Regions from separate parts of the Gossypium hirsutum genome. Here region 1 is linked to region 2. The links are chromatin contacts, called in public Hi-C maps. All regions are on one chromosome and are shown on one strand. The core of a region is the stretch at or near the end of the contact, and the rest is flanking DNA. Distances in the headings are between cores, read along the strand shown.

Region 1 (6,521 bases), core at 1,438-3,937, 170 kb after region 2:
TGGTTAAATTGTGGTTTTAATCCCTTCACTATACTTAAAATTAAATTAATCAATAAACTAATACCGTTAATTACTCTAATTAAATAAAATACCAGCGTGGGTTTTTTTTCCTTAAAACACCCCTTTCAAAATACTAGCATTAGCTGGAAGGTATTTCTCGAATTAAATTATCTTTTCAAAAATAATTTAACATTTAACATTTAAATTTTCAATGAAAAGATTAATTTATTTTCATTGTTTCCTGTACTTTGGCATGAAGTATTAGTCTTTAAATCTGGTTAACTATTTGGATTAACTGAAGTTTAAATTTAAAAAATTTAAATTTAAGCAGAGTAGAAGGACTCGAAGAAGAATTTGACCTTTCTCTTTTATTGGACTGGTCCTTTTGCATAGAAACCTGCTACTTACTAAATTACCTATTTGTTTTGTTCTCGACAGAGCTAATGCATAGACCACGACTCGGTGGGAAACTTTTAACATCATGGAACCCAACAACTTCAAAGGCTGATTTTGTCGTGTCAAAAGATGGCTCCGGCACTCACAAAACGATCAATGATGCGGTGGCCGCGGTTGCTAGGATAGGTAACAACCGTCGTCCAAGGGTAATCATTTATGTGAAAGCAGGGGTGTATAATGAGAAAGTAGACATAGACAAGAACCTTAAAAACATAATGTTGGTCGGCGATGGAATGGACAAAACAATCGTAACTGGTAACCGAAATGTACCGGATGGTTCCACTACTTATGGCTCCGCAACATTCGGTAAGAAACTCGGGTTCAAATTTTAGATTTGATGATATTGATGGGTTTAATTCAGTTTTTTGTTTTTGTAGGTGTTTCCGGGGATGGTTTTTGGGCACGGGACGTGACATTTGTGAACACTGCCGGTCCGCATAAACATCAAGCTGTGGCATTAAGGGTAAGTTCGGACCATTCTGTGTTCTACCGCTGTAGCATCAAGGGTTACCAAGACAGTCTCTTCCTCCACTCGCTGCGACAATTTTACCGAGACTGTCACATACACGGCACAATCGATTACATATTTGGTGACGCCTCGGCCGTGTTGCAAAACTGCGACATCTTTGTCAAAAGACCGATGGACCATCAATCCAACATGGTAACGGCACAAGGGAGAGACGATCCCAACGAGAACACAGGGATTTCAATTATGGAATCCCGAGTGAGACCAGCACCCGATTTCGATTCGGTCAAGCATTTGTTCAAGAGTTACTTAGGTAGGCCATGGAAGAAGTATTCAAGGACGGTGTTCATGAAGACGGACCTTGACGGTTTGATCGACCCCAAGGGATGGAATGAATGGAGCGGCAGCTTTGCGTTGTCAACGTTGTATTATGCGGAGTATAGGAACACAGGGAATGGTGCTTCGATCGGGAATCGAGTGAAGTGGCCCGGTTTTCATGTCTTCAACCGGGCCGAAGAGGCTAACCCTTTTACGGTGAATAGGTTCATACAAGGAGAGTTATGGATTCCGGAGACTGGTGTGCCTTTTAATTCAAGGCTTTAATTTAATGGTTTCTTATTGTAATTGTTAATGTTTTTGTGATGTGATAATAATGGCTTTAATAGTTTTAATCTAAAAATTATAGCTAAAATATTTTATGGGTTAATTTGTATGTTATTTTAGTATTATTAATAAAAGTTTAAGAGATAATTGTGATTAATTAAGAGTTGAAGTTTAAATTAATTTTTATATATTTTATATAAAGTTAAAATATGTCGTAAATATGTGATATTAATTTAATCAATAATTTAAATATAGTATAAATATAAATAGATAGCAAGACCCAATAGCCTTGCCAGCAACCGTCAAAGTATAAATTTATGTAATTTTTTAAAATTTGAAGAATTTACAAGATAATTTTATTATTTTGGGGACAAGATTACCCCCTACCCCATGTTGCAGGATCAATATACTAGTCACCATACAGACCAATATGGATCAATATACTAGTCACTATACAGACCAATATAATTAGATGAGCAACCCTCTGAGTAAACTCTAATGCTCCTAAAATTTATTATATATCTTGTAGAATCGTCTAACCTCTAAACCCAATCTATCTTCCTATATAAGCCATCTTCAAATCCAATTCATCAAACACAATCAACACGTTGATTTTTTCTACAAAATAATTGAATGTAACTAAATTACTAGTAAGTTTACGTTTTAGTTATTTTAACTTTAAAAAATTACAAAATGGTCACTGAATCACTCAAAAGTTTTCATTAAGTCACTGTGCTGTTAAGTGTGTTTTTTTTTAAGTCTAACTTGTGAGTTTCAAGCGACGATTCAACGATCAATACGATGGATCAATGCTCATCGATGAATAGAAGAATATGGTTTAAATCCATGTCAATCTGATGATCAGAGAAAAAAGTTATTTGGATTTTGGTTTGCAAATTCGTGACGGTCAAAGTTGTTTCATGAAAAATAGTTGAACTATATAAAAGGAGAATAAGAGCTTTCTATTGTTGCAGACGGTGCAAATAGATAAGGTCATACAACAACAATTTTAACAATCCAATTACTTATATGAAAACTTTTAAATAATTTAGTGACTATTTTGTAACATTTTAAATTATGTGGCCAAAACATTAATGTACCCAAAAATAAAAGAGAAAGCAAAAATAGAAAAGCCGAAGATAAAAGATAAGCCCAAAAGCTATGAATTTTGAAAGCCCCAATTCCAAAAGCCCTAAAAGTCTAGAGCTTTATCTTCCTTGCGCCGGCAAGTAGGTATTTTTCAGACAAGATTGTACATTTTGGGCTGAAATTTCAATTTTTAAGTTAAACTCGATCGCTGGCAGATAAATAGATTGGGGAGAAATTTTATTAAGTTTTTAGGGATTTGTTTGTGGAACCCAGATTATTTATTACTATAAAAGTTTAACCCTAATTTTCTCAACAAAAAAATTTCCCCAATTTATTTTTTCAATCACAAACAATTCAGTAATAGTTTATTGGTTCTTTCCTTTTAATTTATTTTTGAATTGAACCGGGTGGTTCAATCTTATACATAAGGTCCAATGGCTGGTGGCTCTGATGCGGCGGAGACGCTTTCATGTGCTCGTTGTAGCAATCCTGCTAGCCTTCAGTATGTTATTGTTTTCGCTTTAAAATATTATCATTTTTAGAATATCAATTTTTTTGCTGTAATTAACATTGGGTAGTTTTCAAATTTGTGAGATATTTTGAATTAGCTTGTAATTGGTTTATAGTGATTTTTAAAAAAATATATTTTGAGCATAAAAAAATGTGAATTGAGCTGTGTTTGGTTAATAGTGATGAACTTTACAATTAAGCTGAATCCTTTTGTTAATGATATAGCTTATTATCTGTAGGTGTCCTAAGTGTGTGGAGTTAAAGCTTCCTCGTGAAGGTGCTGCCTTCTGGTATGTAAATCCTTTTCTTGTAGATTTTTAATTAGTCCCTGTACTTTTCAAAAATTAAAATTTCTGTCTGATAACTGTTAAATTTATTAAGTTATGCTATTTTCAAAAATTGATGCGGCAAACATATTATGGTATATTAAATATTGTGTTAGCTTACTATTTCCACATAGTACTCTTTAAAAATTCAGTTAATGAATTAACGATTATCATTTATGTTAGTATTACAATATCAAAATTCAAAATGTATAGGGACTTAAATGATCCAATTGGAGAATATGAACTAAATCTACAACCCTATGCATAGTACAGCACTAGCAATTGAATTTATCCAAATAGATTTAATTGTTACTGTTTGGGTAAGGACTAGACTAAAATTGACTAATTTGAACATCAAATTAAAGTAGGGACTAAATCCACAAATTTCACAAAGTATAGGGACTAATAGAAGAATGTAGCCCTTTTCTTCTTTAATGGTGTTGTTTTTATTGACAGCACTCAGGATTGTTTCAAGGCTTCTTGGAGCTCACACAAGTCAGTTCATTTGAAGGCAAAGCTGTCTTCACTTGGTACGGATGGTGCTGGTGGACAAAACTCTGATTTAGCTAGTGAGGGTTGGCTATATTGCTCGAGGAAAGGACAAAGTCGGACTCCGAAACTTCCTCCTTTTAATTGGACTGGGTACTTGTCTAAGATTGTAGTCCCTCTTTTACACTTTCTTTTTAAGCTTGGGTCCTTGTTATTTCTGATTTTTATTATTATCTTCGTTGTTCAGGTCACTTAGACCATATCCCATATCTGTCAAGCGTAATGTACCTGCTCACATTGATAAGCCTGATTGGGCTAATGATGTGAGTATTTCGAAATCAGTTCGTGTATATGGAATACTTATTAGCAATTGAGTGGGAAATTTGTTGATGAGCGACCTATTCATGAACAATTAACCTTATTTTCTCTCTTCTTTCGTGTTGGTTTTGCATTTCTAAGATATTTCTGTTCTCCTTTCAATGCAGGGAGTTCCAAAGGTTGAGCTGAACAGTGATTGGCAACATCGTGTTGAGGTAAGTTTATGCGAGTGAAATCTCTTCTTAAGCGTTAGAGAACTAATAATAAATACTTTATATGCTCCTTATGATTTTAGCTTCTTCTTTTTTTCTTATTAACTTTTGGTGTGTCTGTATGAAGATCAAGACTCCTGATCAAATTGAGAGAATGCGAGAAACATGTCGTGTAAGTTCCATCTTCCACTTGATTTTGTTTTTTGATTCACAGCCCTTTGTTCAATTTTTAGTTATATCCAGTTTTCTTTGGAATTGATTTTTAATTTTTCTCGAGTTATTTCAAGATCTCTTGGTGTTTAAATCTCTATTGCTAGATTGCAAGGGAGGTTTTGGATGCAGCTGCTCGAATGATCCGTCCTGGTGTAACAACAGATGAAATTGATCGAGTGGTTCATGAGGCTACTGTTGCTGCAGGTTTGAATGAACTTTCATTTTGCTGCATGTATTTGTGATTGTGCATCTACCTGGTTTCACCTACTTGGTTTCACTTTATATGTAATCTCTCATGCAGGAGCTTATCCATCACCTCTCAATTATCATTTTTTCCCAAAGTCTTGTTGCACGTAAGTACTTCTATACATATTTGTTGAGTTTCTAGAGATTATTCTATTGATGGTAGAAATACCATGGAGGCCCCTGTACTAGGAGTCGGATTGTATTGTGCCCCCTTTACTCAAAAAATGGGCAAATTAGTCTCTGTACTTTAGATCAAAAAGTAAATTGGTCCTTTTTATTAAAAATTTCATCCATTTGTACGGTTAAAAACTGGCTTGATTGACAGAATAACCAATCAGTGACATGTGGCATGCCACGTCTACCTCATGCTGACGTATAGGGACCAATTTTTAACAAAAAGACTTTAATCTAACGTACATGGACTAATATGCTCATTTTTTGAGTAGAGGGGGCAAAATGCAATCCAACTCCTAGTATAGGGGCCTGCATGGTACTTTTACCTTGTTGATTAATTAAAACATATTTCGTTTTCTTTTCCAGGTCAGTTAATGAAGTTATATGCCATGGGATTCCTGATGCAAGGTATTAGCTTTGTTCTAATTCTAGAAACTTTTACAGTGGTTACATTCATCGGTGGTATTTATCATTTACTAAGATGTGCTTGAACTGAAATCGTGTTGCCTTAGGAAACTGGAAGACGGTGATATTATAAATGTTGATGTGACTGTTTACTATAAAGGTGTTCATGGTAAGAATCTTCTCGTTTATATAATTCCAATGCCACATAGTGAAGCTCTGTACTTGATGAAGGATTGACTCATCGTGCAGGCGATTTAAACGAAACATATTTTGTGGGAAACGTAGATGAAGCATCTCGTAAGCTGGTACAGTGTACATACGAGTGCTTAGATAAAGCAATATCTATTGGTATGTGATTCATAGTCTTTTTTGTCGATGAGTTTTACATATTGTAATCTTTGCAATGGGATAGAGACTTGATTTCTGATAAATCTATTTTGGCACTCGAATTCCAGTTAAGCCTGGAGTGAGGTTTCGTGATGTTGGAGAAGTTATTAATCGCCATGCTTCAATGTCAGGGTTATCTGTGGTAATGTGTAAATTTGGTATATGCATATATATTCCGGTTCACATATCATCTCGATTACAGTTTTTGTTTACGTCGTGCTCTATCATCTTTTGTTACTATAGGTGAAATCATATTGTGGCCATGGTATTGGAGAGTTGTTCCACTGTGCCCCAAATATTCCCCATTATGGAAGTATCCTTATTAGATCAAGCTTCGCAGACCTGTTACATTTTATTTTTATGTTTAACTGTCCTAAATGCTTCATGGAAAAATCATGGTAAAAGTACCATGAGGGTCCTTGTACTAGGAGTTTTGCCCCCATTCACTTAAGCAAATTAGTCCTTGTACATTAGACCAATGAGCAAACTAATCTTACGTATAAGGACTAATTTGCCCATTTTTTGAGTAGAGGGGGTAAAATGCAATCCAGCTTCTAGTATAGGGGTTTCCATGGTACTTTTATCGAAAATTGTCAAGACATTTAATGATTCAACTGCTTATGTAAA
Region 2 (6,614 bases), core at 2,251-4,750:
GGGACAATTCTCTACCACCAGCTCACGGAGACAAGGAAATTCTTCCAAGTCTTCATTAGCTTGAATAGGAGAAGACCAGTATGTCCATTCCAACATATCCTTAAACCGTAGAAATTCCAGTGATGGAAAAGGCTTAATACATGGGGAACCATGTCCATAAAACATAGCATCCACCTTCTGCAATCTACACATTCCAATTATGGACAATTTTTTTAGTGAGGGCAGTCTCCCAAGTGATGGAAGTGATGTGCTCCTTCTGCAGTTATAGAGTTCTAAGAATGCTATGTTAGTCGATGAAGGATCACCTAACCAAGAAGGGAACATTCTACCACCATAGAACCGAATTCTCAGCTTCTCCAGATTTTTATGAGGTAGCAGCCTTTCAAGAACGTGCATTTGACCTTCCTCATTTTGGGAGTTAAGGGACTCATCGCTCCATTGCAAATTCAACTCAGTTAAACCATCCTTGTCCTTGAGATATGCATTGCTAACATCTTGGAAATCTGTAACATTTTCCAACCCCAAAATGGAGAGCTCCCCCCGTAGATGTAACAAGCCCCTCAATTCACTAACAGCAGATCCAATGCCCTTGTCTACAATTAATTTGGACAAAATCTGAAGATTCTTCAAATTTCCAACCTTAAATGGCATCTCCTGTAAATTACTAGTACCGGTAAGATCAAGAACATGAAGTCTCACCAGATTTTGGATAACGGGTGGCAACTTGGTAAGTTCCTCGCACCCTTGCAATTTCAAGGTTTGCAAGTTGAGAAGAAAACCCACAGATTGAGGTAACTGTTTAATTCTACTGCGAGACAAATTCAGGTAGCGCAATTGCTTGAAATCACCAATGGAATGGGGTAGCTCAGTGATGGAATAACCACTCAAGGATAGCACTCTTAAGCATCTCAACCTATGCAGCATATTCTGCAAGACATCACCACTTAAATAGCAACATGCAGCCCAAGTAGGCATACAAGTTGGTAATGCAATCAACGTTCTTAATTTCTTCATTCGACAAAGGACTTCAAATCTTTTTGTGATGTCGTACTGTTCACGAGTGAAGGCTAAATAGCGAAACTTTTCAACAGCTCTGCATAACTCATCACTCTTAAGCATATCCATATCCTCAAAATTAAAGCATATTTCTCTAGAAACAGATTTAGCTAAATCATTTATGAGGTCATGCATCACAAATCGTGTTTGGCTGCTGTTTGACTGCTGGAAAAATGATCGCGAGAGTAACTCATTAAAACATTTCAAACCTAAATCCTCCATTTGTGTCCCTCCTTTAGGTTGTTGTAAGAAACCCTCCGCCACCCACAATTGAACCAGCTCATCCTTGTCAAATTCATAGTCCTTTGGAAATATAGCGCAATAAACAAAGCATCGTTTCAAATGGGAAGGAAGATGAAGATAGCTTAGCCTCAGAGCTGGCATTATGTCAATTTTTTCTTCAGGCAAATCCCATATCTTGCTCATCAATATGTCCTTCCATTCACCCTCATTAACTTTAGTGCGAAGCAGACCTCCCAAGGCGTTAGCTACAAGTGGCAACCCTTTGCATCTCTTCACTATTTGTTCGCCAACCAATCTTAAATTCGGGTATTCATCGAAATTTTTGGCTCCTAAAGCATGAGAAGTTAATATTGAGAGACAATCATCATACGACAGTTCCTTCAAAGCGTATCCCCTGCAGTTAGCTACAACTGCTGCAACTGGTTCATTCCGAGTTGTGACCAGTATTTTACTTCCAGCAGCCCCTGCTGCAAAGGGTCTGCATAGAATATCCCAAAGTTCATAATTCTCATTCCACATGTCATCTAAAATGATCAAAAACGTTCTTCCCAGCAGCTTCTTCTCTAGCTGCTCTTGAAGTGAATTTAAATCCTTTAACTCGCCAATATCAGAACCAATAGCATGAAGCAAGGTCTTTGTCACCCTCAGCAAATCAAATTCCTCAGAGACACAAACCCAAGCTCTCAACTCAAATGAAGTCTTAATTCTCACGTCCTTATAAACTAACTGAGCAAGAGTAGTTTTACCTACTCCTCCCATACCTACAATGGAAACCACACCAATATCACCTTTATTCATCTCTCTGCCATCTATCAACAAGTTTACAATGGCATCTTTATCACTTGTCCTACCATAAACACGAGACTCGTCAACAAGAGAAGTGGTGCAACTCTGAAATACTTTCTCAGACCTCCCTCTACCAATCTCTTCTAAACTGAAATCATTCTTTCGTGCCACTAACTCATCAAACTTTGCAGTAATTTCTTGTATTCGGAACTTCATCTTCCCATCAAACTTAATAGCATTTGGATTGATAGCACGGAAACAAGATGGAAAGAAGTTCCATACCTTAGTGGTGCTTGGTGAAGACAGAGTGTGCTTCATTTGTTTCCGCCGCAAAGCCTCGGTGGCAAGTTCGTCAACAACATCTTCGGCATCAAAGGCAACATCCTGTAAGTCCCCGAGCCAAAGTTTGACAGATCGAGTTGTGATTTGCTTTTCTTCGGCATCCTCAAGCGAGGCGTTCAGTTTAAGCAGCAAATTCTGCCACTTATTCAATTCGGCTACAAGTTGCTCCTCCCGTGAGAATTTATTGAAGTCGGGGGACAACAGAGTTTCACAGAGGGAGCGGAAGCAAGCAGAGAGCAGAGCATCAGCAACACCAGACACAATAATTTCCATCTGAGTGAAACCGAGAAATGGAAGAGGATTATCTTAAGCTTCCTTTGTCTTGAATATCATCATCATCATCATCATCATCATCATCAAGTATCAAGTCATGCACTCTTCAGACAACATCAAGTGATGATCACTAGAGAGTAGGGATGAGATGTGCACTGTGCAGAGTCCAGTTGCCTTTGGCGTCCAACCAAATACTTGGAATAATAAGAAGACAATACCCGTAACACTATTTGCCTTCAGATTCATTCCGGATAAGTACTAGTTAAAACCCCAACCTGAGTTGAAATATGTCAAGGAAAAGGAAATAGAAAACACACTCGGACAGTCCAACAAAAATACTGACATTGATATTATCTTTGTTTATTATTTAACCCATATGTTTTGTAATATTCTTTCATAAAATAAAATAAAAATAGTATAATTAAAAAATGAATAAAAATCATTGTAAAAAATAAAAATTCTTCAAAATAAATGAAAAAAAAAAGAGTAAATAATAATTAGTCCACCACCGACATCATCTTCTTGTTGATGTCTTTTGTTTAAATAATAATTAGTGCACCACCGACATCATCTCCTTAATGTTATTGGTGTCTTTTGTCTATGATATTATGAGCAATTTATTTTATACATACTTTAATAAATTTACGCATTTTAACCTTTTGGTTAAGTCCAAATCACAAGTTGTACCAAAAATAACTAAATTCGTGTATTATTGTTTAAAGATAATATAGTTTTTAACTCTTGAAAATATAATTTTTTTATTTCAAAACTTCGATATCTATACTTTCTTTTTATTTTTTATTTTGATCTTTAGATTGAGACTTGTAACTAGATCTATTTTGATATTTGAATTTGAATTCAATCAAAATTTGATAATATAAAACCGAATCGAGTGAACCAAGAATTGATCAATATAAAAGTCCAAACAAAAAGATTGAACTAATTGTCTTGAAATTTATTTGAAATAGGTAAAAATTGAAAATAAAGACAAAAATCAATAATTGAACAAATTTAGTAAAAAATTATTTTTTTAGATTTTTATGATTTTTAAAACAATTAATTTAATTATTGTTAGTTTGATGATTGAATTAATTAAACTAGTCAAATAAAAAATTAATAGTTTGATTTATTCAACCGGTCTGATTATTAAAACATTAAATGTAACACTTTCAAATTGTACTATATTATCATTTAAAAATTTATTAATTTTTTAAGTTCATAGATCAAAATAAACTTAATTGTTAAATTCAAGTACCAAAATAGACCAATAAAACATACAACTACCAAAGTGAACTTAATTACCAAATTCAAAAGTCAAAATCATATTAACCCTCATTTTAACTTCCATATAAATCTAAATTCATATTCTAGTTCTGAATACCAGTATTTTCCCTCTAATTATGATTTCAAATTTAAGGCTTAAATAAAACTGAGGCGTTATTATTGAGCTTAATTGTAAATCCTGTAATAATAGTGGTTTATATTGCTCCCAGATGAACTTTTGGGATAAAAAGCGCTTTTGAGATAAATACTTTACTAAACAAAATGTTTTTGAACTTTTTAGAAGTACTTTCGGGACAAAATAATGCTTTGCAAAAACACTTTTTTTTACTAAATGCAGAAGCAGAAAATTTTAACTTTTACACAAAAGTGCATTTTGACCCAAAAGTACTTCTGAGAAACAATGCTAAACTGGTCCTAAGATACCACCTTCATTCCCATTTCTCGACCTAGCCTGCTAGCTTCTTGGTTAGCTGAACATGTTGACTTCCCTTTCATTATTATCCTCAATTGAGTTATTATACCCAAGCATTTTAGTTAAATATCCATAGTAACTAGTAGCATATCTATCCATGGAAGCGCAAAAAGATAAACACTATATTTTATCAAAAACACATTTCACAACAGAATTGATCTTCAAACAAAAAGGCTGGTTTAGGTTGCATTACTTGGGGAAAAAATCTCCTCTAATCCAAGCTGAAGGTTCTTGGGTTAGAACTTGGAGCCCTATTTGACAAAGCATCATTGCTATTCCTTCACATTACCAGAAGATTCTGGAGGTGGCTTCACAATACTTAGTTGGCCTCCATCCTTGTTAGCAACGGTGGCTGCTTTTATCTCATTGCAGTGATTTATGAACTTGGTCAACTCCTGCTCTCATCAAGTAAAGAAGAGACTCTGTTACTGTTAGCAAACTCTGTCACTGTTATTCACAGTGCCAAGAAATACACGTATATCCGGTGGAAAGAAAAGAAAATATATCTCTGCATGTAGCTTCATGAATCAATAATTACGATGTGCAATGCCAGTCTTCCATTGGAAAAAAGAAATATAGCTCAAATGACCCCCATATACTCTTTAAATTCTTAAAATCTTCAACTAACACAAATACTCGTAACAAACTCCAGCTTATATTCTATTTAGGCTAAGCTCAGCATAAGTCAAAGACTAAATAACAAACCTACATGTATGCACAGAACCGGACACTCAGTCAAGCAAGCGAGATAAAGAACTACACATGTAGATAGCGAAATTAAAAAGATTTTATGTGATACAGTGGGTAGACCCAGCATCAAAATGAAACAATTATAAGGCCCCATAGATAAGCTGAAGTAAGCAAATAGTTGTCAAAACCTTCCAATTCCAGTGGCCAACAGTTTTGCTACGACGGAACCAAAACACAGTGAACAAGTGAGAGATCAGGGTGAATTCAAGCTCACAGTTTTTCTTTAATACAAGTGAATTTGATCCAGAGTGCCATAGGATTGGTAATTTAACCACAAAATCGTTGCTAATATTTAATAATTGTGACCTGATGCACCTAAAATCAGCAAAACAAAATAAATCTCAGCTAGCAAATTGAACCTCGACGACTAAACAAAAGCACTATAAGCAACTACTAATTCAATCTCAATTAAATTTAATCAAACAGCTCATAAAACTGCAAAACAACAGAAACAAGCAATAGATTCAAAGAAAATGAGCAAGGAAAGAGAGACAATTGAATCTTTACTCGATCAGCGTCCATCTCTTTTGTCATCTTCGATGGTTTGACCACTCTCTTACCTGCAAAGAATCGATTTTTTTTTTTAAAATATATAGAACCGAAACATTTTAAAAACAAAAGCTAAGAGTGTTATATAAGTAAACAAGAAACCTTTGCGAATGTGAGGAACTTTTCCATGGCGATTGGGAGGGATTGTTTTCTGCTTTTTTTGCCCCTTGAACAGATTTCCTTTCTGCGTCATCTTTCTCCCTCTCTACCTCACTTGATTGTTAGGGTTTTGGGTGGACAGCTTGTTTTTTTCTCTTAAGCGGGTGCGTCTTAAGGTTGAGGTTTTGTCATTAGGAGTGGAAAGGCCCATGACCCATTTTATATAGCCTCAAACCACCCCCTTTTGGGCCTAGTGGCTTCTCCTATTTAAAAAGATTATATAAGTTTGGAGCTCATGCTAAAATTTTCCCCATTAACATCCAATTGAAATAATTTTCTAAAAAATTTAAGGGGTTTCTTTTTCAAATTAATTATTTTCCAAGAACATCTGAATATTTTCTAGTAAGTCTTACTAACATTGAGATAAAATCAATCTCGAATTGAAATAACATCGATCTGCGTAAAATTACGGACTAAATGATCAATCTAACAATTCAAAATGTTGATATATTGGTATTGTTTCACTCCACCATGTGATGACAATGCTTAAACTCTTTTGGAGTGAAACCCTCTGTTGGAACCGCGTTACTTGGTTTGCAAGAAGTTGACCTCATTCGCTAGTGATTTCATCTTCAACTACCTCTAATATCAAGCAAGAGATTGCTTATTCTATCTTTCTAACTTGCACTTTTGTATTTGCACTTTTGTCATAGCTATACATTTCTCTTAGATCTTGATTGAGTCTTCCCTTTGCATTATC

What was found. A called contact is a pair of places that touch in the nucleus more often than the background predicts.
Region 1: a Hi-C map of leaf shows a contact between it and region 2, with 2.1 times the contacts expected there. The contact joins the promoter of LOC107945610 here to the promoter of LOC107945600 in region 2. A contact is called at or near these places in 5 of 34 Hi-C or Micro-C datasets (callus, hypocotyl and leaf).

The regions. Positions count from the first base shown.
Region 1 is chrD12:38,991,097-38,997,617 of Gossypium_hirsutum_v2.1, forward strand. It overlaps LOC107945610 (methionine aminopeptidase 1A), which reads left to right and starts at 2,688. Exons shown (of 17, transcript XM_041106652.1): 1 at 2,688-2,754; 2 at 3,044-3,116; 3 at 3,364-3,414; 4 at 3,907-4,092; 5 at 4,187-4,262; 6 at 4,425-4,472; 7 at 4,597-4,641; 8 at 4,787-4,886; 9 at 4,984-5,035; 10 at 5,469-5,510; 11 at 5,615-5,676; 12 at 5,757-5,855; 13 at 5,963-6,036; 14 at 6,138-6,207. The coding sequence starts at 3,049. LOC107945609 (probable pectinesterase/pectinesterase inhibitor 36) reads left to right here. Exons shown (of 3, transcript XM_016879671.2): 2 at 439-762; 3 at 834-1,682. The coding sequence ends at 1,525.
Region 2 is chrD12:38,821,714-38,828,327 of Gossypium_hirsutum_v2.1, forward strand. LOC107945600 (putative disease resistance RPP13-like protein 1) reads right to left here and starts at 3,501. Exons shown (of 2, transcript XM_016879661.2): 1 at 1-3,501. The coding sequence starts at 2,700. It overlaps LOC107945601, which reads right to left and starts at 6,094. Exons shown (of 3, transcript XM_016879662.2): 1 at 5,858-6,094; 2 at 5,714-5,766; 3 at 4,557-4,851. The coding sequence starts at 5,948. The coding sequence ends at 4,729.